Regions from separate parts of the Mus musculus genome. Here region 1 is linked to region 2. The links are chromatin contacts, called in public HiChIP or PLAC-seq maps. All regions are on one chromosome and are shown on one strand. Each heading gives the region's core, a stretch centred on a gene start, on an enhancer-like site or on the middle of the called end of the contact. The rest is flanking DNA. Distances are from core to core; before and after follow the strand shown.

The links. HiChIP or PLAC-seq counts read pairs in DNA pulled down with a chosen protein or histone mark.
Region 1: a contact with region 2 is called in an H3K4me3 HiChIP or PLAC-seq map of the 230-238 cell line, with 20 read pairs. The contact joins the enhancer-like site here to the promoter of Supt3 in region 2. A contact is called at or near these places in 1 of 39 promoter capture datasets (HPC-7-derived erythroid cells), 1 of 15 datasets of contacts at CTCF or cohesin (pro-B cells), 2 of 115 datasets of contacts at active chromatin or transcription factors (the 230-238 cell line and memory CD8 T cells) and 1 of 9 other capture datasets (liver).

What each region holds. Positions count from the first base shown.
Region 1 is chr17:44,902,730-44,906,494 of GRCm38.p6, forward strand. All of the region lies in intron 2 of Supt3 (SPT3, SAGA and STAGA complex component), which reads left to right. Among named protein-coding and RNA genes, the nearest start is that of Gm52304, 17 kb to the left of the region's middle. Within about 2 kb of position 1,827, at least 3 of the 459 cell types and tissues checked have an H3K27ac peak or open chromatin away from gene starts, as enhancers often do. A contact at or near this core is called in the 230-238 cell line, where this site is marked.
Region 2 is chr17:44,774,993-44,778,633 of GRCm38.p6, forward strand. It overlaps Supt3 (SPT3, SAGA and STAGA complex component), which reads left to right and starts at 2,174. Exons shown (of 12, transcript NM_178652.3): 1 at 2,174-2,436. It also overlaps a transcript of Runx2 not described here.

The DNA of each region.
Region 1 (3,765 bases), core at 577-3,076, 130 kb after region 2:
TGAGAGGAAAGGAGAAAATTGCAAGCTTCAGAGTGTCTGGTTTTAAGATTTACAAAATAAAATGCTACTGGGTCAGTACAGTGCAGGACTGGCAGCAGGATGGACAGGTCGATCAGTGTTAGGAACAGAGTCCAGGAAAAGACCCATATTTGTAGGCAGCGCCTTTCTGCAAATGTACCAAGGTGATTCTGTGATGGAGAAATATCTTAGTAACAGATGTTTGCAATGCCTGTGTATATATATATATGTGTGTGTCTGTGTGTGCATGCCCACAGAAGTATAAAATATAAAGCTTCAACCCCCTACTTCCCCATTAAAAAAAAAAGTTAAGTAAACCAATAAAAGCTTGGCAAAAGACATGAACTAACACTTTAGGGAGGAAGGCACACAAAATGCCAATAAGCACATGGAAATGTAGTGAACATTTTAGTATTTGAAGTATAAATTATAGTAAGACACCCTGATGCACACTCAGCAGTAGCTTCCTACTTTGTGATGATCCTTTCTGGTTCTTTCTGTGTTTTCTGTGGCCCCCTTCCCTGTCGTGTTGCTCCCTCCAATTAGCTCTTCCCTCTCACCTTTCTCCATCTTTCATTTCTAGGGGTGTTTGATGATATGGGCCTCTTGCTTGACTGTCCAGTACCGTGTTCTCCTTTGTGGCCTCACTTCTACCTACTCCTCTGCCTGCTCCTTGGTCCTTTTCTAAGTGTATAAATTCAATTAGATCATATTCGGAGAGCAGAACTAGCATTCTCATATTCCCATTATTTTCTGGCTGGCATAAGTAAATATATATCTTTAGGTTAGACTCATCCTACATCCTGAAAAATGAGATAATTCAGATAACGGTTTAGTCTCTTTCATACTCTACTTATTGACAAATGCCTAAAAGAGTGAAAGATACAAAAGAAGTGCTTACTTAATACATGTGTGTTGAGTGAATGTGCTTATTTGTCCCTTGGTATGTATAGGGGGTTGTCTGGAGGAGTCCCTTGGTTACCCTAATCTACAGATATTTAGGACCCTTAGGGAAAATGAGCATAGCATATACGTATAATCTTCACATATGCTCCAATATACTTGAGATAATCTATCGATTTTATAATATTTAATATACTATCATGCTGCATTAATATTATTTTGGGATTTATGACCAGGAAATTTAGAAAGTCTGTACACATTCAGTTTCAGTTTTGCTCTTTTTTCTTTTTCTTTGTCTTAGAATATTTTAGCTAGAATATTATGAGTCCACAGATGTGGAGTCTGTCAGTAACACGTTAGGCTTGAGGAAGACCCTGGCTATGGCTCTTAAGAAAACATGGATATATCACTTAAGAGTCCAATATATTAACGAATGGGTACTTGGAGTGGGTACCATCAGAGGATTTTGTGCTCTTGTTCCATTTAGAGATGGAGAATGACCTAATTGTGGGGTGTCTATACAAACAACACAACCAGCAGATTAATGATCCACACAATGTATACAGGAATCTGGTTCAACGTGACTCAAAAGCCAGTGTTGGTCCATACTTCAAGATTCTGACCTCAGGTAGTTTATTTCAGGTGTATTTAAGCACAGCATAGTTTGGGGGTTGGGCAGAAATGTTCCTGCTGATAATTAACTCAATCCCAGGTGCATAATAAAGCTTAAGGCATGATTACATCAAAACTCTTTGTAAAGTACGTGTGACTTTTTCTGTAAAGATGAATTATATTGACTGAGAAACCGTGTTCAAGCTAAGGGTCTGGAGGATGAGATAAGCACACAAGTGTGAGGGAGCCAGATGTGGCCTGGCCATACAATAGCACAGATGTCACCAAGGTATTGACCACATCCATTCCTGGCCTTCTAGGAAGGAAACAGGTTATACATTTCTTTCTTTGAAGAGACAACACTCTGTGTTTAATATTTCTGGTCCCTAGTGGTTACCTTTGAATACAAGTACCTCATGCCTTCAGCACTTAATGGCCCTCTCTTTAGAAAACATTATATTGTGCTCTCTCTCTGTCTCTGTCTCTCTCTCTCTCTGTCTCTCTCTGAGTGTCTCTCTCTGTGTATTTTTGTTTCTATGTGTATACCTTGTATAGACTATATAATATTTTAGTGTGTCACTTATCCCATCTGTAAAATCGAGTCTCAGTACTTACCCCATAGTATTGCAGTGGGATTAAATGATGCAATAACGTTAGGCTTCTATGAAAAGTGTCAGCACAAAGACCCTTCATCATCCTTATACTTTTTGTCATCGCTAGTATTGGTTTATGGGAGGAATGAGCCAGACATAGGGTTTGAGAATCATCTTTTTTGTCAGAATATTCTTAAGAGAAGCCTTTTCCTTTTCTCTCCATTGCATACCCTTCTAAATCAGGAGTTCATTTCTCCCCTGTGTGCATTGTGGAGCACTGGGGTTATCTACATGTGTGCATTGTGGAGCAATGGGGTTATTTGTCAGAGCCCTTAATATGAATAGGGAAAAGTCCAACAGCAAAGCTTTGCTCTAGGCCTGTTTTTTCGGTATTTTGTCTGTTATAACTGCCATGCATCTTTATTTTAAGTCACTGGCCCCTCCTTTAGAGGGCAAGCCCTCCACCCTGACATCTCTGATGCTGTCATTCATATCTTTTGGGGGAGCCTTTAATTATCAATCTCAGAACATCCTATAAATCTTCATTAGGAAATTTCTTGTGAAGGTTTGCTGAAAAGTAGTTACTGTGAGCTGTGTGTGCAGCAGCCGTTTGCCTAACCTAAATAAAAAAAAATTGACCGTTTTAATTTCTTTTAAAAATATCCACTGGCACCAGTTCTCATTACAGATGTGTGGTTGTAACATTTCATTTTTAAAATGTGTATCCATCTTTTTTCAGTTCCAAAGGAGTCCAAAGAAACCATCTCAAACCTTAAAAATAAACCACTAAACCTACAGTGTTTTTGGTTTTTAAAAATTCTCGAGGGAGGACATTTTTTATCTTGGACCAAAGCTTCATGCAGGGTGGCCCATTTAAAAGAGGCCCTGTGCACAGCCACATTATTAAATGGGAACATTTTAAATGGGCCACCCTGTAAATCAGGGCTCTTTCCAGTGGGTATTCACTCCCTTGCACACTTGAGAGTGTAGTGCAGGGTTTCAGTTTCTGTGCTTGATAAGCAGGCCTCTAGCAGAAATGTGCACATCCAGGTGACTTGAAATGGCGCAGATCTCAAACAAGACATAGGGCCTGCAAGTTTATACTGTGAGATGTTATGTTTCCAAGATCTTCTGGAAATTCCAGCTGGCATTATGCAGATCTCCTTTTCTAAAACATTTTTAATGGATGAAAGACAAATAAACTAGAAATGACTTTTGATTTAAACAGTCATCTAAAGATTCCTAACATGTTATTCCTTTGAATTATATATGCACACACACACACACACACACACACACACACACCAGGATGAGATCTTAGTTGAGCAGTAAACTATATACTTCAAGTTTTGTTGAAAACCCAACCAAATTTATAAGGCAAGAGAATAAATGGAAGTCTGTATACTATATGTTGTCCCAAGTTCTCCCAAATCACAAATCAAAATAGAAAGAGAAGCAAGATAGTGGATAACTGGCACTGTATGAAAAATCGTTTTGCCATGCCACTGTCTATTGTGCAATTCTGGCTTAAGTGATTTGAGACCCTCAGCATTCCTTCCACTTAGTTTCCCATTGCCCAAAGCAGTGCCCACAACCCACCTATAGGAAACAACTGCGAGCCTTGGGGTCTTCTGCCTTT
Region 2 (3,641 bases), core at 924-3,423:
AAGGTATGGGTAAGGGGAAGGTTTTTATTGTAGGTATGAGGGAGAGTAGAGCCAGAGGCATCTGGAAGGGCCCAGAGCAGGGAGAGAAAGCAGTGGACTGAACCTGGCCAGCAGACTGGATCTAGCCATGAAAGGAGAGCTGGGGAGAGCAAGAGAGGAAGACTAAGAGAGTCTGTGCAATGAGACCTAGAGAGAGGCAAGAGAGAGGGGGCAAAGAGTGTGCGTAGCTGAAATAGTAGGGTTACTAAGACTCTGGGTGAGGGAAGCCCATGAGCTGGAAAGGTTTAGGGTAAAAGGCAAGATGAGCAGAGCTGAGAAGAGTCCCAGGTTCTTGTGGTCCTGAGGAAGCCTGGAGGCCAGCACATGCTTTAAGCTAATAGGAACCAGATAGCCATTTGTCCCAAGTTTTTTTTGGACCTGACCATTATAATTTGTTTTTGAGTCAAATCTGGTCTTTATCTGGAGGTGAAATGCCTGTGCGATGATATTAGTTGAGCAGAATTTTAATTAAAATGATCTGCATGGAATTTTTTTCTTTGGATAATCTGTCTTCTGTTTTTACAGCAGTTTGTTTGTTTGTTTGTTTATTTATTTTTATTATAAGACAGCTCAGTCTTAAAAATCAAGGCTGACCTTGACTTCTCCAATGCTGGGATTACACGCCCAGCCCAATCTCCTATTTCTTGGCAATGTACTAAAAAAGTCTTTTCACCTTTTGTATATAATCTAGTCTTAATTTTTAAGGAAATAATGACAATTTTTGGCTACTTTCCCATATAGCTCGCACTCAGCTTTGGGCAGAGTGAGCCTGGATCTTACACTTCATGTTGACCCTCCACATCCTAAATCTACTCTTGGAAGTGTATTTGGCAAATATTGAAGTGTCTGGCAGTTACAGAGGACTAAGCACAAGACAATTGCAATCCAGAGAGGAGATGATCAGATGAATGGCTGTTTTAAAGACACTCAGCAAATAGGATTATTTCAGAACTCATACATTCATAGGCAAGACATTAATGAAGTAAGTAGTGCTTGAAAAGACCTGGTAAAGGTGAATGTGATGGTTTGTATATGCTCGGCGCAGGGAATGGCACTATTAGAAGGTATGGCCCTGTTGGAGTAGGTGTGTCATTGTAGGTGTGGGCTTTAAGACCCTCATCCTTGCTGCATGGAAGCCAGTTTTCTACTACCATCCTTCAGATGAAGATGTATAACTCTCAGCTCCTCCTGCACCATTCCTGCCTGGATGCTGCCATGCTCCTGTCTTGATAATGGACTGAACCTCCGAACCTGTAAGCTAGCCACAATTAAATGTTCTTTTAAGAGTTGCTTTGGTCATGGTATCTATTCACAGCAGTAAAACCCTAGCGAAAAAAGTGACTAATATAAATAATAATAGTAAAAATAATATAATAAAAATAATATTTGAAATGGTAGGATAGTGGATATTTTCTTTTCTAAACAGCCGAGTGAAAACATCACACACAATTGTCTCCAGTTCATTAAGGTACTACACCTGCAACCATCAAACACGGGAAGACAGGTCATACATACAATTCAATATAAGTGGTGCAAGGAAAAATCACCACTGCTTGTTTATAAAGCTTCCCCAATAGTGAAAGTTATTAACTAAAGCATGCTTTTTAAAGTAATGGAACTTTGTAGAAAGGAACGGGGGTGGGGTGGGGTAACTTTGCAGATGAGTTTTCACAGGCTTTCGATTTTGCGCAAGGGCCGGTAGGGGTGGGTAGGTGGGTGTTCCCAGGTCCTAGAACGGACTGAGTCCTCACACAGTGCTTCTCTGAGGAGAGAGTCTTTCCTAACTCTGCGCCCCTTTGTCATTGGAAACAATTCTGGTCACCTGACCAACCCCTGAAGAGAAGCTTGCATAGACCTTCTCCCAGTGCAGATCACCGACTCTCAATAATCCTAGCTCCTCGGGCTCACTCCTACGGTCTGCAGAGTCACCACAGGCCAAATCCAGCTCCTCTGCCAGATCGCTCACTCGACTCATCACAACTCCCGCTCTGAGGCTCCGCCGCGTGGCTGCGGGCCGCTCCGTACGCCGAGGCGGGAGCGCGAAGCCCCGCCCCCGGAGTGTGGCGGAAGTAGAAGAAGCAGGCCCGCGACCGCGCGCGCTGGCCAGCCGGGTGCGCATGCGCTCTCGCCGCACGGCTTGGCCCGTCCCTCTAGTCACCCCAGGCTCCGCTACCCCCGCCCCGCCCCTCATAGTGGCGCTCTCGCCATCTTACCCCCACCCCCTCCAGCCTAGCTCAGTCACCTTTTCCCTTTCTACAATCTCTGGTTCCCCCCACTCCCCGCCCCCCTGCCCGTCGTGTCCCGGGGCCGCCGCCGCCGCAGACACCGCGCCATCTCTGTCCCCTCTCATTCTCCACGCGGGACGCGCAGCCGTGCCTCCACGTGTCTTAAGCAGAGGTTGTGGGGGCGCGTGGGGGCGGCGGGGAGTGGGGCGAGGTCATGGGAACTTGAGGGACGTCGTGGCAGCCAAATGCCTGGCCCGGGGCTGCGGGCCCAGCCGGATGCAGGCCGCCGAGCGTGGGGTGCCCCGTGGCTCCTCCCCGTTGTCGGTGGGCGTGAGGCAGGGGAGCCCTCGGGGCCGGGCGGAGAGGCACCGTTTAGGCTTGTCACCCAAATGGGTGGGAAGTCCTCCAAGAAGGCAAGCTAGGAAGCTAGGAAGTGGTAGTGGAAGGAAGTGCAGTGTGCATGCAGGCTGAGGGACAGAGGACACAGAGATGTTGCTGTCAGAGCTCGCCTCTGGGACCCCTGGGGAAATAAATCATTTAGCCGGTGGTGTCGGGGGGTATAGATGGGGATCATCGCAGCCTAGCTCAAAACTCAGGTTTATGGGAGAAGATCTGTGTGCTAAAAGCTTGTATCACGCCAGCTGTGATTAATTACGTTTGAGCTCCAAGGAAATTGTCTGTCATCTTGCCTTCTATATTGGAAGTCAGGCTAGTTGATGTGACAAGTGATAAGAGTTATAGGGATAGTGGAATATATTTGACGGTCAGACAGGATCCCAGTAGCAGTGTTGTTACTGAACACCCGGATTAAAATTAGCTTTATGTCCTTGGAATTAGTAGACTCAGGAAGAAACCAGTACATATTTATCTGGGATAAAACCTGAGTTCTCAGTATTTTTGAGTTAGTTCACTGTTAAAAGATTTACTTAAAGAAAGAAACAACTGGTAGAATTTCTGCGTGTTCCAGCGAGGCGGAATATGACTACTAAGATAATGTTTTGCACAACCAGACCTTACTTTAACCATACTATTGCAAGCTTCCCACCCTTTTCCGGCTGCACTGCCCAAGGGGACTTTATGCCAAGCTGGAAATGCTATACTCTATGGGCTACCAATATGGTAACCACCGGGTGCAGGTGGCTCTGATGAGCTTGATTTTTTAATTGGTTAGCAAATTAATTACAATGTAAGTAAGTAGACACACAGGCATGGTGCTTATTGCATGGGATCCCACAGGTCTGAAAAAGTTGAGAGATTGAGAGCCAGTTGCAGTTTTTTATTTGGTTGAGTTTTAAGTCAGGCCAGCTTTTGAACTATTTATGCTTTTAAAAGGACTCGTAATTAGAATCTCTATAATGCCTTTCATTCAAATTGTAG